Regions from separate parts of the Mus musculus genome. Here region 1 is linked to region 2. The links are chromatin contacts, called in public HiChIP or PLAC-seq maps. All regions are on one chromosome and are shown on one strand. Each heading gives the region's core, a stretch centred on a gene start, on an enhancer-like site or on the middle of the called end of the contact. The rest is flanking DNA. Distances are from core to core; before and after follow the strand shown. Region 1 holds the start of Tbx18 (T-box18). Region 2 has its middle 110 kb from the start of Tbx18.

The links. HiChIP or PLAC-seq counts read pairs in DNA pulled down with a chosen protein or histone mark.
Region 1: a contact with region 2 is called in an H3K27ac HiChIP or PLAC-seq map of heart atrium, with 4 times the contacts expected there. The contact joins the promoter of Tbx18 here to the enhancer-like site in region 2. A contact is called at or near these places in 2 of 484 Hi-C or Micro-C datasets (nephron progenitors and ventricular fibroblasts), 2 of 115 datasets of contacts at active chromatin or transcription factors (cardiomyocytes and heart atrium) and 1 of 9 other capture datasets (adipose tissue).

Annotation. Positions count from the first base shown.
Region 1 is chr9:87,727,216-87,734,219 of GRCm38.p6, forward strand. It overlaps Tbx18 (T-box18), which reads right to left and starts at 4,045. Exons shown (of 8, transcript NM_023814.4): 1 at 3,320-4,045; 2 at 2,246-2,450; 3 at 149-250. The coding sequence starts at 3,629.
Region 2 is chr9:87,616,999-87,623,396 of GRCm38.p6, forward strand. No RefSeq gene overlaps it. Among named protein-coding and RNA genes, the nearest start is that of Tbx18, 110 kb to the right of the region's middle. Within about 2 kb of position 1,508, at least 36 of the 459 cell types and tissues checked have an H3K27ac peak or open chromatin away from gene starts, as enhancers often do. A contact at or near this core is called in adipose tissue and heart atrium, where this site is marked.

The DNA.
Region 1 (7,004 bases), core at 2,795-5,294, 110 kb after region 2:
ACCTGAGCTGCAAGAACTCAGGCTTAGATCATGAGTTTGGGAAATACTACCGACTTTGTGAAACAAAGATCACAGAGGCTGGATGAGACAGGCAGAAGATGCAGAGCCCCACTGTTGCTACTGTTCTGCTGGCAGTCCTCAGTCTTACCTGTATCTCTTGTTGTCCACCGGCACAATATCCATGGCAATGTAATATTGCTGGTGAGGGTCTAATCCGGAGATCTTCACCCGCATTGCTGGAAACATGCGCCTGTTTGCGAGGGAGGGAAGGGTTCTGTTTTGCTTGTGATTAAGAATAGAGACCGAATAAACCCAAGAAATGTCCATTATTTTAATGTAGACAAGCTTATCCTTCACTCTGATAACATAATTCTGGGTTTCAGAACATAGGGTATATCAAAATTATAGCTTTAAAACTGTGATCTCTTGTACCGGGTACGCAGTTCCCTGTTTATAGAAATATCAGTGTAACTTAAACATGAAAGGATTTTACGTGAAAGAAACGTTGCTTCTGAAACAAAACCAGCAAGCCTATTTACCTTACTACAAATAATGAAATGCATCAAATGATACAAACTTCAAATTGCTGAAAGCGATAAAATATATTATAATGTGAAATTTTAAAGGGGGTTATAAAAAACCCACAAGGAGCCAATGTGCCATGCTATAACCAAACAATATGTTCTTTATTGAGACAGGACTTCCTGTCTGCAGCCTGGTAAGGTAAAGTGCAAAAGGCGCTCTAAATTTGAAAGGTATAGTAAAACTTCTTTATTGGAAGCAGAAACTAAACACAACGTATATTTATGAATTTCCTCCCCCCACCACAACCCAAAAATGTTTTCTTTTCTAACCACAATTATTGCTAATTAAAGCAAACGAAAATTCCATTTTCTCCTGACTTCCCAGATATATGTATTAAAGGAGAAGTTGAAGTCAGCCCACATCATACCTTTAAAAAGAGCACAGAAGCAAGAAATACAGGAGCACATTACCATGCATTAAAAACAACATCAGTTTCACCCTTTTAAAAAAAAAAAACCTTTCTTTTAATGATTTATGTCTAGGACCCTCCAACTAATCTCATTTTTGTTAAGTTAACCTTATAACACAAATTTATTTACCGATTTTCCTACAACAGTGTTATTAAAGACCGCTGCCAGCGAAAGGAAAGTCCATAACTATTAACTAAACATGAGAGCAGTTTAATATGCTGGCTGTTTTAGTGTTCTTTCAGTGCACCTGTAAGATAAAGAGTAAAGGTCTTTAACTACATCCTTTATAAGACAACTGTTGCTTTGTGTTGGTGAAGAACACATTTGGATCATTAATAAAAACTCCCCGAGAATGCAGAAGGTAGCATATGGATTCAATAAAATATGTTTTTGTAATTTCTAATAAGTTTGGATACTTTTATGCTAGCCAGGTTTTTACCATGTGTACTCCCCGAAAGAGTTGTGTGTGCTTTTTAAAGAACCTTTAAAGGGATCGTATTATTCTTAGATTTCATTACACTAAATGAGCCGAAAACTTGAAAGTGCAAGTTTCTCGCACTGACCTCAAATTAATATGATGTGGCCAACAAATCCATTTATTTGACTAATGAACCATACACGAATTACACAGTCTAAAAAAAACATTAACTTCGTTCCAACGTTTTTGCATTCTATTAATTTAAGGTAGTGGACTGTGTGTGTGTGTGTGTGTGTGTGTGTGGTGTCTACAGTTTTAAAAATCAGACTAATGATTCTTGATACATGATTAAACATGACCATAGTGACTTTTCATGGTAGCCTAATATCAGAATAACACAATACACCATGGACTGGGTGCTGGGACCAATCTGGAAGTTTTGAATTTAAAAAAAAGAAATCGGAGTATGCTAAAAAATACTATTAAAATAAAAAATAACTAAAACAGGAGAGGTCATGTATAACCTAGTTCAGGACTGATAACTAGAGCCTAAATAAATGTAAACTGAGGTGCACATGACATACCTGTAACTACTTCACACTCCCTAACCCAGAGCATGGATCGCTAAGGCTGTAGCACCCAACTTGACAAAGATCTTTCAGACCTAAATGAAACTGGGCCGGGATGCGCCCTTCCTCGACAGTGCTTTGGGAAAGAAAGCAGTAAAGATTTAGAAAGGAAGCTACTGTCTGGGGCCCTGTTGGGTGGGTCAGAGCTGCGGCCAGGGTCCGGTGAGGCCAAAGTCCCAGGACACACGGAGACTCAAGCTTACCTGCCGGCTTTGGTGATGATCATCTCGGTGCCTATTTCGTGAAAGCGCTTCCAGAGCTCCGCTCCTTGCAGATCTACTCTCGGGGCCTGCGGCGCGGGCAGCGGGGTCCCCGGTCGTGCCAAGCCAGGTACGGGAGACCCTTTCGGGGAGCCTCCCGGGGATGCCAACGGGGAGGCGCCCTGCAGGAAGCCATCCTCACAGCTGCCTGGACAGCAGAGGGTAGAGACGGGGAAGCAGTGAGGGGGCGATCCGGCCTTGAGGATCATCTCAGGGCCAGGCCCTAGGACAGCTGCCCGCAGTCCTGCCGCGCGGGGCGATCGGAGTTGCCTTGAGGCCTTTAGGGTCCCACCGAGTTCCTATGTCCCAGAGCCAGGCCCGCAAACTCCCCATGCGCCCCGCCTTGTGGGCCTGAGACCTGTCCCCGAGCTCACTGTCCCTGGGCGCAGATCTCACTGCGGCCGCTGCCGGGATCTGCTCCGGTCACCCCTTCCTCCCTCCGCCCCAGGAGGCCGCCGGGCCTCTGGGCCTCGCGCGAGGCACTTTCTGAGAACTTCCCCAAACCCCGCTCCAGGCAATCCTCCGGGCTGCTGGCTCTCCGGGCCCCGCAGCACAGCGGATAGAAGAGAGCTAAAAGCCCGCCCCGAGGCGCCCTGGGCTCCGGAGGAGTAGCGCTCCGCGTTCAGAAGGGCAGAGAGTGTGGGCGAGCTCGCCGCCGCCTCCCCGGTTGGCGCACCCAACTTCTGGGCGTCCGAGCCCTTTTCCGCGCTTTTAGCCCGCGCCCTCCCGCACGCGCCCCGGGGGCCCCTAAAACTTAGAGAAGTGAAAAGCAGCGGCAGCCCTGGGCTCGAACCCTCCCGGCGCAGAGGCGAGGACGGCGGCAGCCCGCCGAGCCGGGCAGAGAGCCGCGGATGGACGGTGTGCGGGGCCGACGGCTCAACGCCTGCCCCCGGGGCTCGGCGGCGGAGGCCCGGGAGGAGCGGGCGCTAGCGCTGCCTCACCGAAGCTCAGGTTCGCGGGAGCCGGGCGGAGACGCACCGGGAAGCCGCTGGGGCAGGAAGGGATCGATCGACTCACCCGCCGCTCCGCGGGAGCCACAGCTCCGCTCCGCGTCCGCGCAGCTCCGCGCTGGCCCGGACGCCGCCCCGGCTGCCGGCGGCGGGGCAGCCGCTTCTTCGTCGGCCTCCGAGCAGCCGTGCTCCCCCGCGCCTCCGCTACGGCTGCAGCCTGCGTCTTCCACCGCCCCCGCCGCCTCTTCCGTGGCCAGCTTTCTCCGCTTCTTTTGAAGCTGTTGCTGCTTCTCGGCGCCGATCAGTGCCTCCACAGAGAAGGCGTGCGCCTTGAGGCTTAGCATGCTGCACGGTGAGCCCCTCCGCTTCTCCGCCATCCCCGCCTCCCCGAGCCCGCTCGCCCCTCTCTCATATACTCGCGGCTGGGGCGCACGCACGCGCTCGCCCTCCTGGCCCCCCACCAAACGCTCCGCAGCTCCCGATGCCTCCCGAGATCTGTCCCCTTCCTAGCTGCGGGCAAAAACAAATTTGCCGTTTCCTCTTTCTCTGGCGTTGGGATCCGAGGAAGCAGGAACGCGGCCGCCAAGTTTCCTTCCCTCTGTCTCTCCCTCGAGTTCAATGATGCACTTCTTGACTCCCAAACCCTCCACCTCCTCCTGCTGCTCCAAGATCTGCCTCGACTGATGAGCCCGAGAGGACTAACACGGGGAAAAAAAAAACACTCTGCGGACACAAATTAGGGATTGTAATTGAAATTTGTTGCCTTGATCTGTCAGCACTTCAAGGCAGGAGAGCGGTGGGAAGAACTTGCTCATTAGTGTCAATAAAGCGGCGGGGGAGGGTCCTATGGAGCTGTCCATCACCGAAACGGTTTACCAATCAGGAGAATCTAACTCCGCTCAGCCCGCGCCCACTTCCTTACAAGGTCGGAAAATCTCAGACCGAAAAGCGCCGCCATCTGGCTCGTCTCTGCCAGTCTCTAGAAAGCTGAACCCTCTTTTGCTGACACCCGCCAACCCAGTCGCTTCTCAGGCTTTTCTTATCAGGACCAGGAAAGGCTGAGCCTCAGGGTTTAACCGAGAAAAGAGATCCGTAACTAGTAGTATAGAGGATCTTTCAAGGACCCTTAAATCTCCGGTCTCTCATCCCTGTCCATGGGGCTAAGAAGTACATTTGGAGGAGGCAGGAACTTACAGCCAACAGTTTGTTGTTTCTCACTTAAACATTCCTGCATCTATTGATGCCCACTGTATGGAGAGAATGACCACGGGCTTGAATCTTACTCCGAAGATTTTTTTCTTACGTGAGATGAGTTTACGCATATTTGATATTTTTTAGATTTAAAAATTAATCATTGTAATATCTCTCAGACCTTCATATAACCGATTCAGGAAAGGTGTCTCCTTTTATTTAGGACTAATTATTTTAAAACGTAGGTCCTGGGATTTTAATTCTGTTTGTCTTTAATGATATAGGTTTAACTTCAAAACTTCACAAAGTAAACCATGTTTTATGAATTTCTGTATGTTTTTTGAAAGTTCTGTATGTTAAAAGTAGCTTCGTATTCATATTGGTTTTTTTTTTTAATCGGCGTGTTTCTTTAAAATAAATTCAAAAGAAAGCAGAACTCTAGAATTGAACGATCGCAAACATGTATGTGCAGTTCTGTTGTTTAAACTCAACATTTTCTTAGGATTAACAGGATGTGGGTTTGATGGGGATAATAAAAAAAATCACTTGTAGAATAAAATTCACTATGTGCACAAATCTTTAGTATAAAATAGGCCAGGGACGATTCGTTTTGTTTCATTTTGCTTTGCCTCCTTTATTCGATGTTCATTTAAACACTGCAGTCCTAGCTTTCTTCTGGCTTCTCCTCGGCATTCAGGAAAATGGCCTCTGAAAGTACCATCAACCCCGGAAGGAGGGTTTTGTTTTTAAATCATAGATAGAGAAACCTGCAGTTCCTTCAGGACTGGAGTGCTGGGAAGAAATTGAACCAAGCAGCGAGTGCCTAGAGGCGCCTGCAAGGCCTGGGCCAGAAAGGACTTGGTAATATCTTTGCTGTGGATGCAGATTTTTAAATGCCTGAAAAATGCGTTCAATTGGAAGACATTGTTTTATTTGGGGCACTGGGAGCCGGTGTAGCCTACTGGCTTGAAGCTGTCTGGAGAAGCTCTCGCAGACTCATCAGAGTGTAGGGTGATGTGGTATCCTGAATAAGTTCAACCCGGTTAGTGAAGTTTGGCCTAAAGCGGGAGCCAACCAGAAAGCTTGAAGAGGCAGCCTGGAAAGTTCTGGGTTAGTAGGGAGAGTCTAGGACGAAGTCTGTAGAGTTTAAGCAAACAACTCAAGGCCCTGTGTGAAGCTCCCGCGTGAAGCTACGTATCTTCAGTTGCCCATTGAGCTAGAGCGCCCAGCCCCAGCCCTGGGCCCTCATAGATGGTCCAATGGAGCGGTTCTCCGAGCAAGGCCGGCTTGCAGCCTAAGGGATTCATAAATTCTGTGACGGAGGTGGGGGGGGGGGTGGAGTCACTAAAAGGTTTCTGGCATACTCGACCAGCCCGCAGGAGGAGGCTGGGCGGCTGATTCCAAGAAACCGCAGGGATTTCCAGACCGGAAGCCTACTTTGTAGTTATGATCTTGTCCCTTTAAATGCCGCACAGTTCAAACTGGTTTGGGATGTTGAAACAGGCCTTCTAGGCTACCCTGAGGAGCACAGGGTCCCAAGCCCTCCGCTGTCCCTCTGCGTCTTCTTCCAACGTTACCCCTGGCAGCTGGAGCCTCGGGGTACAAAATTTGACTTGGGTTCATATAACAAACAAACTGGAAAACAATATTACAAACTAACAACAAAAATAAAAGTAGTAGCTATGGGTCCAAGTATGCGCAGAGCTCTTGAGGCAGAATGAGGGCGCTAGCTCCCTTAGCTTGAATGAGGGCGCTAGCTCCCTTACTACTGGTCCCACTGCTTGAATCCCGCTCCAGCTCCAGGACCAAGGACAAACTGGTTCCCCCTTGGGTTGCAAACTGTGTACACAGAGCACGACCTGCAATCCTTGGAAACTATCAGAGAACCTCATCCCGGGCTGGATAGCGAAACTAGACCCCAGTCCGCTGAGAAGTCAAGGAAAGGGGTTTTACGGAAGCCTTAGTTTCCCGAGGCCTTTCTCCCCCCCCCCACCCCACCCCCCGTCCCCACCCCCACCCCCGGTTGCAACAAATGTATGCTTAAGAAAAGGCCAAATCCTGCTGTTCAAATCAAGAGAGTGACGAATGCACTGCCACTCGGCGTGCCCCACCCCGAACCTCCAAATCCTGGAGTCTCATTTGCAAGGCTTGGTCTGCACGCACCTATGATCTCCTGTAGAGGTGTTGGTGTATGCTTGGTCACCCGGGAGTGTGTTCCTATAACTCAGGGAGAGAAAAATCTCTTTTCCCATTGTATTACCTACATTAAGGAAGGATTAGAAGTGGAAGAGTGTGCAGTCGGGCCTCTGCCGGCACTTGCCAAACACTATTTTAACTGAAAGCCACTCTGGGGTTGGAGTCAGCCTAAGCGAACTGGTAGCTAAAGGAAAGGCAGAAAATCCTGGAGGGTCCAGATTTGGCGAGGGGAGAGAGATGATGAATGCTGGAATCAGGATCCCACGGAATAACCAAGATGTGTGTGTGTGTGTGTGTGTGTGTGTGTGTGTGTGTGTGTGTGTGTGTGTGTTGGGGAGGGGAGCGTGAAGGAAAGGATAGACGTT
Region 2 (6,398 bases), core at 258-2,757:
CTGAAGTGGTTATGAGGCAGGAGCACATGAACTTTGAAATGGTTATCTGCTTTTTCCCATACACAAACTCACCTCTCTGTGAAACTCGGATGCCTTTGACCAATTAGTTAATAGCAAAAGATGGGGAATTCCTGAAGATTATTTTTAGAGGGAGAATATGAGGATGTGCCCAAGTTCTAGAGACCATTATAGTCCCCCGCAGGATATTTGGGGAGGCGGCAGATGGCTTATACAGCCTTTCGTGAATCCACAGAAATGTGCTTTCTCTAAGAACATTGTGGACTCATCAGAGAATATGACTTTACCCAAAAAGGTAAAATGCAACTACGAGGTATGGGGCTAATTACTCATTGCTGTGACCGAGGAAGATTTGTTTGCTCAAGGGAATACAGTCCCTGTGGCAAAGGAGTTGCAGAAGGCAGCAGGGCACGATGCAGGAAGCAGAGAGAGATGAATGTTCCTGCTCACTTTGCTTTCTCCTTGTTATCCAGTCCTGGATCCAATGGCGTGGGAGGGTGCCACTTATGTTTGGCATTCTCTAAACACCAGCATAATCACACAGAGAGATGTTTCCATGGCCTAGTGACAATGAATATCAGCCATCACAGAGGCTATAACGTACAAAGATGGCTTTTGTCGTGAAGCTGGTATGGCGGCACAGCATTAGGGTTTTCTCTGCCTCTAGATGATTTTTACAGGGTCTGTTCTATGTTCCCACTGAGTCAGTTTAGTTCCATACTATGCCCTGCTCAGATAGAAGGCCATGATTCCCCTGGCCACTGACCTAGCAGGATTACAGTTTAGTTTCCTGTAAAAGTCTTGTAAGAAAGCCACCGTTTGCAAGGCCGTTTACTTGGTCGAGTACTTACTGTTCTGCTAGTGTGACAGTCTACACTCTCCATTCTATCCTACACTGTCTTCTGTCTTGGCTTCTTTCACAGAGAGCTGGCAGTAAAACCTTCCCCTGGGGGTGGGGGTGGGGGTAAATAAGACATTTTAGGCTCTTGTTTGTTTAGTGTAAGTACGGACTGGTGACTGAATAATTCTATTTTTTTTTATTACTAAAGGCAGAAACATTTTCACTGGAAAAGTCGGCATAACATGCAAATGCACTCTAACATCTTACCGCGATAAGCTATTGTGCCCTTTCGTTGTCTTATTTGGGTTATTGAGTATAGAGAGGTCCAATTTTGAAGAGTATCTCTTTTCATGTGCGATTTCCCTAACTCATGCCCCTTTGCTCCAGCTGTCTGTTTCAAGCGTGAAAATATCCCAGCAAACATGACGCAATGTGAAGCTAGAGACCAAACACAGCTCCTCCTCTCTGCATTCCATTTAAGCTGTGAGCCTAGGACTCAGTCTTTCTCACACCGTGCTCCTGAGGCTCCTGTTCAACTGTCAGTACAAAGGCAACTGGGATTGGTCAGGGGCCTCTGTCCCCGTGTGCAGGCAGACCCACTTCTGGAATGCCCTCTCTGACTCAGCCTCACCACCAAGATTACAGTTATCTGCACTTAAATACCAGTCACTCCCGACTGGAGTAAGAGGAGACACCCAGGCAGTCCCAGCGAGGCAAGAGAGCAGTGCCTTCTATCTCATCTGTTTTCAGGCTAGAGTCTCCCTGTCAGGCTCCCAGATAAAAGGCAGAGGAGGATTTTCAGTGCATTCCTTCCGACCCACTGATTCCAGAAGAGTGCTTGGCAGCAGAACGCCAGTGAATCCCCCCCCCCCCCCCCAAGCTTCTCAGCCTTGATGCCTCTGACCTCCCGCGATCATAGGAACAACGTTCATGCCTTGGCTGTGACGCTGTAGGTAAAAGCTACGGCTTTTCAGCTTGCAGTCAGCTGGCATCTCACATATTAATGCTGGCTGGTATTTTCAGATGGTATGTGTATAAATGTAATAATACGATCTTGGCCATTTGCACTGATAATGATTCCCATTGCTAGAATGCGTACCTACTTTTAAAAGAGAATTTTAAAAGGTAAATAATCTTAAAGAATTAAAACTTCCCGCCTCACCCAGTTGACAACTCGTCTGGGGACTTTTAATGTGCCGTAATCTTTCCTCTCTTCATCAAATTAAGTTATACTTGTAAAATGCCTTCTCAATGGTGAAAAGCCATTCTTCAAATCGATCATATACCTCTCCCATCCCAAACACTCCCGCCAAGGACATAGGCAGTACCAAACACAACAAAGAGAGAGTGGTTTGCCCTCCAAGTCTACTTCTCTTCAGAGTCTTCTCAGTCAATGTTCTTTTCTTTTTTCTTCCTTTTTTAAAAATAACTATGTATTGTTTAATATTCTCCTTGAACCTTTATATATGGCATATTGATACAATTTCCACCCCCCCCTTGGGTATTTTCTTTATTTACATTTCAAATGTTTTCCCCTTTCCAGGTCTCCCCTTTGAAAACTCCCATCCCATCTCCCTTCCCTCTGCCTCTATGAGGGTGCTCTCCCACCCACCCACTCCCATCCTCCTGCCCTGGCATTCCTCTACACTGGGGCATCAAACACCCTCAGGCCCAAGGGCCTCTCCTCCCACTGATGTCCAACAAATCTCCCTGTAGTGGTTTGAATGAGAGATGTTCCCCATCTGCTTGGGTATCTGAACATCGGTTCCCAGTTGGGAAGGTGGTGGTACAGCCTTTCCGGAGGAAGCACATCCCTTCACATCCTCTACTGAATGGTTGTGACTGAAGATGCGACCTCTCAGCATGCCTGCTTCCATGTCTCTCCCACCATTAAGGACTCTCCCTCTGGAAATTAACTCGATTTTCTTTAAGTTGTGTTTAGTTATAGTGTTTTATCAAAGCAACAGTGAAGTAGCTAGTACATTGAGCAGAAACATGAAAATTTAGAAGGCAGTTTTATACCAGGTCTACTTAGCTTATCAATAACTTAAAGCTGTGAAGTTATCCTAATATTTGGAGGAAAAAAGTCTATATCCTCTATTTTTCATAGCACCTTTTATTTCCGTTATGACAATACATAGTAAGAAGGGCTTTCTTTTGCTATAATAATTTATTTCCAATCCATTATATTCAGTGTGTTTTGCTTCAGTACAAGGCTCTCGTTATAAGAGCTTTTACAGTGGCCAGTGCAAATCTATCATTTGCAATGAATAAGCATGTAACTGAAACACGAAAAGTGTTTTATTTTAATATACAAAGACATTTGGCCTGGTCCTTTTGCCTCTGTGCTTATGGATTTATGAATATGGTATAATTTCTTGCAGAATATGCTTCTAGGGTATTTTCCCTTAAATGTTACTCATTGTTAAGATGAAATTGGAAAACATAGGCTTATCAATCCTAAAGAAAAATATGTCATCCAGAGCAAATTTTTTTATTTAATCTTTTATTTATTTATTTATCTATTTATTTATTTAATTTTTTTATACTCCAAACCTCATTCCCCTCCCTGTCTACCCCCCAACTGTTCTACATTTCATATCTCCTCCCCACCCCATGTCTCCATGAGGATGTTCCTCAACCCCCAACCTCCCACCCCACCAGACCTCTAAACTCCCTGAGGCCTCCAGTCTCTTGAGAGTTAGGTGTATCTTCTCTGACTGAACCCAGACCCAGAAGTCTTTTGCTATATATGTGTTGTTGGGGGCGGGGGGAGGCTTAGCTGGTGTATGCTGTCCAGTTGGTAGTCCATCCACAGAACTCAAAAAGGTCAACAAGCTGAAGGGCCCAAGTGAGGACACCCCAGTCCCACTTGGGAGGGAGAAGAAAGCAAACACAAGGGAAGAAGGAAAGAGGGGCCTGGGAGGGAAAGTGGAAGGGATTGGGGGTGGGGGTAAGAGGGGAACTTGCTATGGTGTTGAGTAAGGGAAAAAGACTGAAGCCCAGAGGGCCAGCAGAAAGATGGAAACAGGCAACCTCAGGAGGTGGGGTGGTGGGACCCTCCGGAATGCACTAGAGACCTAGGAGTTGAGAGACTCTCAGGACTTAAAGGGAGGGACCTTGGATAAATTGCCCTACAGTGGGGAGGGGGAACATACAGAGTCCACCTCCAGCAGAAAGACAGAGAGTCGAGTGAGGGAGAGGGTTGCCAAACCACAGTCAAAACTCTGACCCATAATTGTTTCTGTCTGAAAGAACTGCAGGGATGGAAATGGAGAGGACCCTGAGGGAAAGAAGGTCCAGTGGCAGGCCCAAAGTGGGATCCAGCTCAAGGGGAGGTCCCAAGGCCTGACACTATTACTGAGACTATGGAGCACTCACAATAAGGGGCCTATCATGACTGCCCTCTGAAAGACACAAGCAGCTGAAAGAGTCAGATGCAGATATTTGCACCCAACCAATGGACAGAAGCTGCTGACCTCTGTGGTTGAATTTGGGGAAAGGCTGAGGAGGAGGACGACCCTGTAGGAGGACCAGCAGTCTCAATTAACCTGGACCCCCAAGATCTCTCAAACATCTAGAGCATGTTAATACATGCTGTATTTTTCTCTGTGGAATACAGAATAACTCTCTCCAAGAAGACCCCACGTAATCCTCAGAACCTGAGAGTATATTAGGTTACAAGTCAAAAGATCACCGACAGATGTGATTAACCTCATTCATCATAGGACCTTAAAACAGAGAGATTGCCCTGGATTGTCCAACATAATTGCATGATGCATAACAACATTATGAACTAACCAGTACCCCGGAGCTCTTGACTCTAGCTGCATATGTATCAAAAGATGGCCTAGTCGGCCATCACTGGAAAGAGAGGCCCATTGGACACGCAAACTTTATATGCCCCAGTACAGGGGAACGCCAGGGCCAAAAAGGGGGAGTGGGTGGGTAGGGGAGTGGGGGTGGGTGGGTATGGGGGACTTTTGGTATAGCATTGGAAATGTAAATGAGCTAAATACCTAATAAAAAATGGAAAAGAGAAAAAAAAATGTGGAAAAACCATATGGTCAGAGGATTGTGGTATAAGAAGAGGCAAGAAAGACGTAAGGAGTGAAAAAGATAGGGAACATCCCTGGACATAAGCTGGGGACTGTGCCAGCTTCAAGCCCTGAAATAGCATCTAGATTGTAAAATCTCAGTCGTTCAATCATAATGAACTGAATTCAGACAACCACTGGACGAGCAAGTGAACAAGCTTTCCACTGAAGAGTCACAAAGAAACACAGTTCTGATCACACCCAGTTGCCTGCCGGTCCTATGAGATTTGCACAGGGCTTCTGACATACAAAACTCTGAGATAGTATGTGTATGCTACTTTAATTCACGAAATTTGTAGTAGTTTGTTTCAATGACAATAGAAAAGTGATATACCCTACAAGTGGCATTCAGATGCCTTTGACAAGTGGTGGGTTAAACTAGTTAGAACTAAGACTAGAATGCATTTCTTTGTTGAAAGTCTAAAGGCACTTTTTTTCCCCATGAGGAATTATTCTAAAGCACTATGCTGTGATTTATTCTTAGAGTCAATCACTCTTTCTACAAACACTCTCAAGTGCCCACTGTCTGTGCACACACTGAAATACATGATGATCCCTAAGCCTTATGGACCTTTTCTTGTAAGCGTATCTGTTGGGGTTGGGTTTCCCATGATCTTATCCCTGCATTATGACCAACTATGACTTTTTAAAGTGGTCTCCATCTGTCGTAAAGACAGGATATTATGACAGAGGGTGTGAGCTATAGCTATCTGTAAGTATAAGGGTACTTTTTAAATACAGTTAGGTATTGTGTTGGGCAAATACAGTGGAGATAATAAGTTTTCTTCTAAGAGCCACAGCCTGACTAGCCAAGGTACCATATCCCTCCCATTGATTGGGCTTTAAGTCCAGTTAGACACCCACCAGAGATGAGCACCATAATTGCAGCTTTAGGGATATCTCACTATGCTGGACCTTGCTGTGTTTCATAGGCATTACAGTTGGGCAGGACTACTGATGGCTTCCCTACCTTGGCAGCTTACCTTGTACTAAGAAAAGCTAGAGAAGACAAAGGAGGCTTGGTTTGTGGACTGTGTCTGTCACTGAACCTGAAGTTCACTGATTGGTTAAGCTGGCTGGCCAGCTACAAGATCACCACATCCCCAGCACTGGGTTACATACACATGCTTACCACCAATCTTGTTCTCAGCTTTGATGGAACTCATGTCCTTGGGTGTTCACAGCTGTTACTTTATCCTCTGAGCTATCCTCTCAATTCTCATGAATCTTTCTCTGTATGTAGCAACTCATAGAAATGTCCACATTCTTAGGTGTTTTCCTGCTTCCTATTATAATAATCACTTGGTTCCGGGTCCTAATCTTTATTTATTTTAGATTTGTTGAGATCTTCTCTGGTTTATAGCAGAGAAAAGTATTAACAACTACCCCACCCAGGGATCCATCTCATAATCAGCCACCAAACCCAGACACTATTGCATATG